2 separate regions of the Gasterosteus aculeatus genome follow, and region 1 is linked to region 2. The links are chromatin contacts, called in public Hi-C maps. All regions are on one chromosome and are shown on one strand. The core of a region is the stretch at or near the end of the contact, and the rest is flanking DNA. Distances in the headings are between cores, read along the strand shown. Region 1 holds the start of comtd1a (catechol-O-methyltransferase domain containing 1a). Region 2 overlaps kcnma1a (potassium large conductance calcium-activated channel, subfamily M, alpha member 1a).

What was found. A called contact is a pair of places that touch in the nucleus more often than the background predicts.
Region 1: a Hi-C map of skeletal muscle shows a contact between it and region 2, with 4 times the contacts expected there. The contact joins the promoter of comtd1a here to the enhancer-like site in region 2. A contact is called at or near these places in 2 of 6 Hi-C or Micro-C datasets (both in skeletal muscle).

Annotation. Positions count from the first base shown.
Region 1 is chr6:13,199,575-13,204,123 of fGasAcu3.hap1.1, reverse strand. It overlaps comtd1a (catechol-O-methyltransferase domain containing 1a), which reads right to left and starts at 3,033. Exons shown (of 7, transcript XM_040178686.2): 1 at 2,891-3,033; 2 at 2,680-2,798; 3 at 2,183-2,288; 4 at 1,504-1,622; 5 at 1,077-1,131; 6 at 860-993; 7 at 524-748. The coding sequence starts at 2,936. The coding sequence ends at 596.
Region 2 is chr6:12,931,810-12,936,996 of fGasAcu3.hap1.1, reverse strand. It overlaps kcnma1a (potassium large conductance calcium-activated channel, subfamily M, alpha member 1a), which reads right to left. Exons shown (of 29, transcript XM_078104474.1): 19 at 1,088-1,181. Among protein-coding and RNA genes, the nearest start is that of kcnma1a, 84 kb to the right of the region's middle. Within about 2 kb of position 3,091, at least 1 of the 9 cell types and tissues checked has open chromatin away from gene starts, as enhancers often do.

The sequences.
Region 1 (4,549 bases), core at 1,784-4,283, 270 kb before region 2:
CTGCCATCAGTTAGTTCTAGAACAATGTTTCACGTTTCAGCAAGTTTGACCATTTTAAACACATTAATAGAAAAAAAATATATTATGTAGAAATACATTTAAGTAACTTGGCAAGCTTTATTTATGGATGAGCTATGTTTATCTGAGTAAGTGAAGCTTATTTAAAATAGGTATTTTGGCTTTGCATAATAGTATTTTGATGTTAGAGCTGTTCCAGTGTAATGGCTGCAAATAGAACCTTTTTATATAACCGCATAAGACAAATCTCATGTTTCATGTTTGGTTTCAAAGACATCCTCTGTTTTATGTTAATTTGTATCCTCGAGCCAAAGCACTTTGGCAGGTATTGATTTTGGAATGATGTCATTTTGACAGCTACAATTTTTTTCTCATTCATAGCTCTTTAATGAATGCTGTCCTGGTAAAAACATTAAACACAGAGACTAAGTTGTAAAGTTTTATAATGCTGTGAAAAAGAAATTCAGCAGAGTATGGTTGCAGTTAAAGAATACAGAAGACGATGTATTTATGTATGTTTAATACCAAAGCCAAAGCAACAACATGACATATTTAACATTTTCAACACCACAGGATTTTAGCGTTTAATGCAAATGGTCAGCCCGTCGCCCACCATGAGCATGCTCAGATCAATCCTCTGGTCGTTATGTAGCTTCTTATTGAGGGCATCGAGAGCCTGGGAGGTGAGGTCATTGGGAGCAGGGTTCACGACCTTCCCACTCCACAGCACCTTTCCAATAGAATAACGACAGTGTCGTTTTATTATCTTCTGTCAATTCAAGCTGTACACCTGTCGCTACCACAACGTTTCAGATCCTGCTTGTGAGACGTGGATACTTACATTGTCAATTGCAATGATGCCCCCCGTTCGTATGAGCTCGAGGGACTTCTCGTAGTATCTGTCATAGTTGAACTTATCAGCATCGATGAACACAAAGTCATATGTTCCGGCTTCCCCGGCTGCTATCAGTTCATCTGATGAAACCGAGATGAAAGTCAAGATACAAAAAGGACTCTCCGTCTTTGTGAGAACTTGTGCGATTTCTCAAAGCACTTACTCAGTGTCTTCATGGCTATTTCGTGGCGTACATCTATCCTATCTTCAACTCCAGCCTAGAGAAAAGGTTCAACTGCATGAGAGATGGGCGGGGATCTTAATTTGTCTTTTAAAGACCCTGTAAGGGAAAACTAAAACAGGAATTGATTTTGCATCTCAATTTGAAACAGTTGCCTGAGCAGACACTTTTTTTTGACTCTCCAGCCGACAGGGGAGAGTAAAATAGGGTAGATGTACAGAGTGCTGTCCACCGCACAATTCTGCTCTGACGGAAGCTAAAATCAATCTTACTGCCAAATGTAAATGTTACACAAGGGCTGGGTTGGGTAATGCTACATGTACTGAGAAAAGATTTTCATGTACAAATGCAACTTGTTACAGTATTCTCTCGCAACTGTGTCATGCTGTTCAATAAGACACTTGCTCACCTCTTTAAAAAACGGCTTGGCAATGTCCACATAAGTGTCTTCTATTTCACAAGCTACAACTCTTCCGTTCTGTGACATGGCCAAAGCCATGCTCAGTGCGTTGTACCCTGTGTACATCCCTGCAGGAAAAAAAACATGTTTGATATACACTAAATAATCACTTTTCTTATATGGAAGCAAAGGAAAGACATGCAACCGAACTTCGAATTTCTTAAAACCGTACTGCTGAAATATGCACAGCGCTAAATTAAAATCAGGGAAAAACAATGTTAATATGGTTTAAAAATGTAAAATTCCCATTCATTTTGTGTACTTTCAAAATCTTTTGAAGGTGTCTGCTTTAGACAGGTGAGACTAATTATTATTGATGGGAATGTCAATTATTGATTAACCTTGCTTAAATTCAATCGGTCATTTTTTGACATAACATGTTATTGGTTAAGATTCTGAAATTTAATATGAAAAAATCAAACTTAAAAATAAAATGAGCCAGACTTGAATCAACCACATCCGTCCTGGCAGTTATAATTGGTTTGATGGTTTTCAGTGGGAAAACATGTTTTTATGATGCAAACGTCATTTTATTTTGAAAATTCAATGCAGTATTCTGCTGCGGTGTAAGTTCACAGTATCATGACACTTTTTGCTTAGTCTTCTTTTTGATCTCACATAATCTTACCAATTTCAATAGCTTTGGTGGCATTTATCAGTCTGATGAGATTTGCCATGAACTGGGCTTGTTCACTGGCAACCATCATTATGTTCCATCGGTCTTCAAGAGTTCTCTGAAAAGATAAAGATAAAAAATTCCCACATTATATTCTCTTATATAATGAATGGAATAGATCACTGCAATCAGCTGCGAGATAATTTTAAATGTATTGTTTGGTAGAAAATAATAGAATTCAGATGGGACATAAAATAGAACTGAAAATGGGAAAAAATAAGTGTCAAAAAAATCCCCCAGTTCTAAAGTTGAATCCAAAGTTTAGCAACAGCTTCAAAGCCACAATCAACCAGCTGGTGCCTCGTCAGCATGTTGATAATTGTTAGCAGGCGCCTCTCTGAAAGGTTAACATTTAAAGATATTGACTATCCTGATGACGAATATTCACACAAAAAACAAGAATTACAATAAAAAAAGGATGAGACACTGGTTCATGTTGGTTCTCTTACCAGTCTGAGTTTGGTGAGAACAGGATGCTCCCTCAGTGAGTTGTTAACAACGTACTGCAGCACAGTGTTGTTCTTCCCTCCGCTGTGGCTCTTCCCTGAAAAGGCAGACGCTCCCACGCCTGAACGACCAGAAAGAGAACGCCATCAGCCACTGGGTTACCAATGCAATGGATCTCTGTCAACATGACACACAAAAAACCTCATATCCTACCTGTTAGTACTACAGCAAAACAAATCATGTTGATCCCTTTAGCCATTTTCAATCTTTTTTTTGTCTGGGTTTTGTTAAAGAAAGGTTGAGCAGCTTCAGGGTAAATCCACTGAATCTCTCAGCCAGTCCTATTTGTACTGTCCTATCTGTTTGTTTTGCTTAACCTTTTTAGTGGGAGTCTCAACTTATCGATTTTGTTTAGGTATATTGCGCAATTAAGAAGGTTTCGGTAAAAAGCAGCATATGTTTGTATCAAGATGTTAGTCTTAACATATTACTTTTAAAGAAAATACAATATTAAATCACTGCAAACTAAGTACCAAGAAAAAGGCCTATTTTTATTTTAATGAGTTTGCTCTTTTTGACATCCTGAAGCTTGGACACTCGAAATAGATCCGTCAGATAACGTTTAGTTCAAACAAGCACTAGTTGTTCAAGTTCTGCCTGAATGAACACTCTTACTCAACACTGTGAATCACTGCAAGTCATTTGTAAAATTGGAAAACTTTGTATTTCACAAGATGACATCCTCTGTGCAAATTCTGATGTGAGTAAAAGTATTAGAGTATCCAAGAGAGTCCAGCCACTCTTGAATGAACCTTTAGTAAACAGAACTATCCCAAATGTATATTTGACTCTTTACAGTCCAATTGCTGAGGCTATCTCAGTTAAAAGTTGTATACAATACTGCCTCTTAGTGGTGGAAAAGGGTTTATTCCTTTATTTTCTAGTTCAATCAATAGTTCTTTTACAGTATCTTTGCCCACTTGATTTCTTTGTAATCAAATGTTCTTGCTTTATTCTGAAAGGTTGTGGCATTCAACAGCAAAGCATAGCAAGAAAAAAAGATTACAATCTGTTTCAAAAGTCATATGATCCCTGTGGCCCCAAACATCACAGTTGTTTGTGAGTGTTCAAGAAGCAAAGATGAAGTTGTTATTTATTTTAAAAAAAGCTTAGTAATAGTGTAAAAAGTGGTGAAATTAAATTTTAGTTTACTTTTTTGTACTAACTTCCCATTTGTTAGTGCTTTCATTATTTCCGGTGTCACCTGTAAAAGTACATTAGGTCCCAGAGGCAAGAAGAGGCTTTAAAGTGAGACTGACTGGTAGCATTACGTGGCTGGTGTTGGCTAGCAGACAGATGCTGCTCTGTGACTGACATCCATTAATTAGTGCACTTATTAGTGTATTCTCTGCAGCACCGTCCATTTATGGTGCTAGCTATGCTCTCATAGACACTGCTTACGTTTGATATATATAGAAACTGGACACACAGCTGCAGAGCGAGAGGTCAACATGGACACTTTAGCCTGTCAGTGCCAGCGAAGTGAGTGCAGCAGCTATACTTTCATGCAACATCATACAATCATTTCAACAGCTTAGAAACGCAACTATCAGTGTTACACAATTTTAAAAACCCTTCTTCTTAAGAATTGGATTTTTTTTTTAATGCTTTACAAGGAAGTATGTATCAACTTTGATTTTCCAAAAGAGAGACAAACACTTTCTTTGTGCTCATCTGTAAAGTAGGTTTAATGAGCACAGTGTTTCGTAGAGCAGTGGTGGAGTGTTTCCACGAGCCACACTTCAGATCACGTCTCCTCACAACTTCAAAACGGGAACAGGGGAAGACGGTAGCCAGGGTTCTTCAAAAAGG
Region 2 (5,187 bases), core at 1,842-4,341:
GCTCCGCCGCAAACGCGACTGAAGGTTATGACTTTGTGTCGGGCTAATGGTTCGGCAAGTGTGAAAGATTATTAAGCGCTCGTTTTGCGCAGAACTGAGGGGGAGGCCGACAAGTATACTTGAGTTCAGAAGGAGGAACTGTGCCTGAGGGAAAGCGAGCAGGAGCAACATGCTAAAAACATTTTGTTGAATGTAAAGAAAATACATGAAAAAGCCAATTAATGATCAAAAAGGGTCAAATGTTTAAAGTTATAACAATTCATTTTATAATGGAAATAACCTTTTTTGCCAAAATTGCGTAAATAACAAGCTCTCTCTTCCGACTTTCCTACTGTAAAGTCAGCACTTGCGGTGATTACGAGTAGGGCAGCGTAGCCGGGAATGTACCTGTCCTGTTAGATCTTCCCCATCCCCCCTTTTTATCGTCCCCATCCGCACTCAGATGAGCGCACGAAGCTGCCCCTTTTATCTTTCAGAATCAATTAACAGTGTTTTAATTCCTCTGGACAGGATAAAAGGAAGGTAATATTTGAATTCATATTTGATTGTGATGATACATCTCACATATGGCCTTAAGTACCAGAAACAGGACTCACAGGGGTTCCCACAATGGAGGAGTAGCCTGAGGGCAAAGTAACCATGCAGGTCGCTCCGATTGGTTGCTGGTGTCATTAGTGCCAGCATTGTTTAAGGAGCACATGTGGACTAGAGCGGAGGAGGTGACAGCTGGGACTTTAAAGCCAGAGGAGTTTTCAAACGGCTCCTCACAGCTGCTTTCCTTGACAGAAATATTATTTCAGCTGCGTCATTAACAGCTGACAGCATGCCACCCTAAACAGCCACAGCCTAACCGGGCACTTCTCTTGTCTTTCTGCCTCCTTCTCCTGCCACCCCTAATTTGGCCCCCCCTCCCGTCCACCCGAGCTCCCATCATCACAGCATCAGCAGCATCCGCCTCTGAAGTGTCTCCAACAGGCATCCCTCCATCCCTTCCTCCCTGCCGCCATTCTTCCTCCGTTTCCGACTTCCTCTCACTCTTCCTCTCACTTTGACGCGCTGGAAGGAGAATGAAATCATCATCTCTTACCTCATCATTTTGGGAGAGCAGTTGGGCGAGTTTCGCATCCCTCCGTTGCGCTGCTTTTTTTTGGGCGAGACGGTGGATGGATGCTCGTCGTCAACTGCAAACACATGGAGCTCGTGTCAGAATGGAGACCAAAAAAAAAGTGTGCTGGACCTGACACGAGAAGAAATTATGGATCCAACATTGCAAACAAAAAACTGAACGGAAAAAAAAGGAAAATTAATCATTCAGTGTGAAATTGAGAATATTATATAGGAAGTATTAGTGACGGTGAATCGTAAATAGGAGACAGTTTGAACAAAACACCACAAAAAAACAAAAAGGTTACAGAAGGCTCACATCCCAAAACTCCCACATTGACTCGTCTTTACGGGGTGCACTTTTTTACGGGGTCTTTGGTAATACACTAGTGCATCTGTTCAGTACACCTGCTAAAGTGTGCAGATGGTTGGACCTCCAGCTGTCTGCATCAGGGTGACCATGCTTACCTACGCAATGAATTGCCATGTGATGGGACCGCCGTTGGCCGTGGGGCACGGGCAAAAGCAATGACAATGAGATCAATTAAGGTTATGGAGATGGAGCTTGTGAGTGGGTAATGGGTTTTTTTTGTGTTTTTTTTAAACAAAACAATCGGAACCTCACCCCATCATTCCAGTTCCAACTAAAGCGCACAAAATTGCATTTGCGGTCTAACTCCATGCCAAAAGAACACTTAGCTGTCAACACACATCACTGAGGACAGGGCGCCAACGCGGCATAAATGATCGCACTGTGTGGATCAAAAAGGAGCTAATAAATAAACATCATCCTCCAGAAGGAGGTCAGGACTAGTCATAAAAGTTTCAATTAAAAATGTATTATTTATGTAAGATTAATAGTCCATTTTTTATTTGTGATGCTTTGGTTTTGAGCCGTCGCAGGACACTGATTCATAGCCACACTTTTTCTTCAGATTTCTTTTGATCAGATTCAAGTTCAGCTTCCTGTCAACTATACTTGGATGGGTTGAGGAATGCGGGTGTAGGGGGGGGGGGTAACAATTTTAAAAACTTCGCTTGAGTCCCAGTCAGACAGAGAGGACGAGAAAGAGCAGCCAGATTGAGGCCAGGCCCGGCCGTCTGAAGATTTCAGGCAAGCTAACAGTGGTCTGATCTTCACTTTCTGTCTGTGAGTTTCAAGAGCCTTCAGACAGGCACCCAGATACTCTTATCCACTCTGCACTCTCCCCGACGCAAATGCCAAGTGCCCCGTCACTTCAAACCCGTGTTACTCCTTTGGTGAGAAATCAATAACACAGCATGATATTAGTGCAAATCAATGTGCCCGCTGAAAAGCCGGGACTATTCTAAGCATGCGGAAATTCATTATTGTCTGAGCTCCCGTCCGATGCTGTCACTTAATTCTGCTAATAAAAGATAAGAAATATGACCTTGCCTTCTAATAAAATGTCACTGTCTGACATTTCCCTTACGCAATTGGGCTTTTAGAATAGCTAATTTCACAACGACTACACAATTTTCTCTTTAATGCGCTTTTAAAATACCAAATCAAATATATGCATTCCTCGCCATAATCCTGGTTTGAACTTAATTTGTTAACAGTAAAAGTTCATAAAAATGAAACGTTTTCGAGCTACGCTTTTACATTTAAGAAACATTTTCTATTCGAGTTTGATTTCCTCAGAGCTCGCCACTAAAACTACATTTATATTACGGATACACATAAGTAGCTCTTTTATGACAATTCTAAACTCAACTGTTTTTCTAGCACTCCTCACTTTGCAATACCCCCCAATTTGTGCAAAGCAGTAGCTCCAGCCGAGTGAACCGCCATGCAGCAAACAAAGCCAGGAAAAAAAGCAGCGGCACAGGCAAGGGTTACTGACTGATGCATCCCGCTGAGGGAATGGGGTGGGGGGGGGCAACCTACAGTGCCTACTGTGACTGAGCAGCGTGGCATTACTGGGGTGGTAGCGGTATTTCACCGGCAGGCTGCGGGCCCGGTTCAGCCGACCCTCTGCCTTGGATCTGGTGACCACGTCTCCTGGACCTGAGATACTGAGGCGCAGTTGTGAGGGGTGAGACCCAGACGCCGGCCCCGTGGGGGGAAGACTTCCTTTACGGTTATTAACAAGGGGGATGTTGAGCTTGCCCGGGTTGAACAGGGGGTCCTGGTCGGGGGGCAAGTTGTCGGGAAGGAGGAATGCATTTGTGGTGGTGGAGGAGGAGGAGTTGCAGCCGGTGGTTTTAACTGATCGGTTTTGAAAAGACGGTCTAACTTCAGCCATTACTGTCAAACAATGGAGAATAAAAGCGTGAGAAGTGTATTAATACTGGTGAATTAGTTGGTGATTAAATTCTAGAAAATTGTGTTATTTAATTTGTGACTATTGGTTTAGAATTATATTATTGTTTTATCAGATTTCAGGAAAAATTTAAAACGAAATCCATTTTTTTACTGGAGGATGTTAATTGGTTAATTGGTAAATAGGAAAGAGACTCATCAAGTTCAAATAAATATGAAAAAGAGTAATAATTAATTCAAATAATGTATGAAAACAAACATTTGTTTCTGTGAAAAATCTTCAGTGAAATTTCTGTGAAAAGTTCAGTTCTGAAAAAAAAAACTTTTGCGATGAAAAATGGAATCATTGTTAAAACCTCATCCTTTCTTATCTACTTGGCACATGCTCTGACTAAAATGTTCACAGTGACATTCACTTTGCATTTGAGACGAACATGAATTAGTAAGAAGTCTCTGTTTTACTACTATGTTATACTTTCTGGTAGAACTAAATAGAGACACAGCTAAAGCCAGTCAAATTCAATCCGATATTGTGTCTTTTTCAAGCATGTTGAGCACTTTCAACAAACATAAGACCAGAACTAATAATTTAGAAAATTCATAATTCAAAAACGTATCATAGAACATTTACGAAGGACTCATTTTGTATTGTGTATTAAAAATGTAGCCCTATATTCTTAAGCATGGTGATTTTACCTTTAACAGTATGTCCATGTGACAACCTGCTATATTTAATACGAGAACAAATCACGCTCAACCAAACACGCACAAAATCTGAGTGGGGCTGCAGAGTCAACTCGTATGTTTGCATGTCTTGAAGCGCTTGTAAAGTTGAATGAAGAGGAGCCCTTGTTCGTCTCCCTTTTGGTGGAAGAGTGGTGGGTCGGTTGTTTGGAGGCGAGAGCATGCTTGGGTGGCCCCCGGGCGATAAACAGACGTTTATCCCAGCCGTCAGCTGCCTCCTTGATTTACGGGGCGCCACCGATAGCTCCTGGATTCATCTGGCCCTTGTCAAACACGTGCAGCGTTAGAGAGCGCTCACCCGCCCTGGCAGGTCCACTGTGCATCCTGAACAACGCAGACGGCAACTGTCCCTTCCTGAAATGCTAATCACATGACGGCACTGTCCTGCATGCGAGCCTTATCAGGTTGTCGTGACCCAACGTAAACTGGATGGTGAGGCAGAGGAATAACAAATACAAATGTTTACTTTCATATGTGAGCCAAGCCGGCTTCGCCTTTATAGTGTTTGCCGCATGAGCGAGCTTTGTTCTTCATCTGCATCGCGACTGCGTGAAAAGGCCTTCTATTCAATTCAGCTTTTTTATTTTCTTTTTTATTGCTTTTTTTTAACATATAACTAAATGTTATTCAAATCAGGACAGCTCCAGATCCATTTAGTTCTGCTTCGAGACAGTCACTATTTCAAAGAGGGAACAAAAAATGTCTTAAATATCAGTGTACCTAACAAATACATTGAATAAAAATGTACATACAAAACATTAGGAGGTGACAATTTGAAATTTTCTTAACCAGTAAAGAAAGTAATGCAATTAACAATTATTTAAGATTTACCTAAATTGCAATCAGCTTTGAACCGAACGCCAGCCTCTTTCTGACTTCCACTGTTCCCTGGTGTTGTAGCGCCATCTGCTGCTACATGCAGCACAATACAAAAACAATATTTTATGAAACTACAAGGTATTATCAAACAGAAATAAAATAGATGTTCAGTTACTACCAGTACCGGGAAGAAGTCTCCCAGCAACATAGGTTGAGTTATTAAACTTAAACTT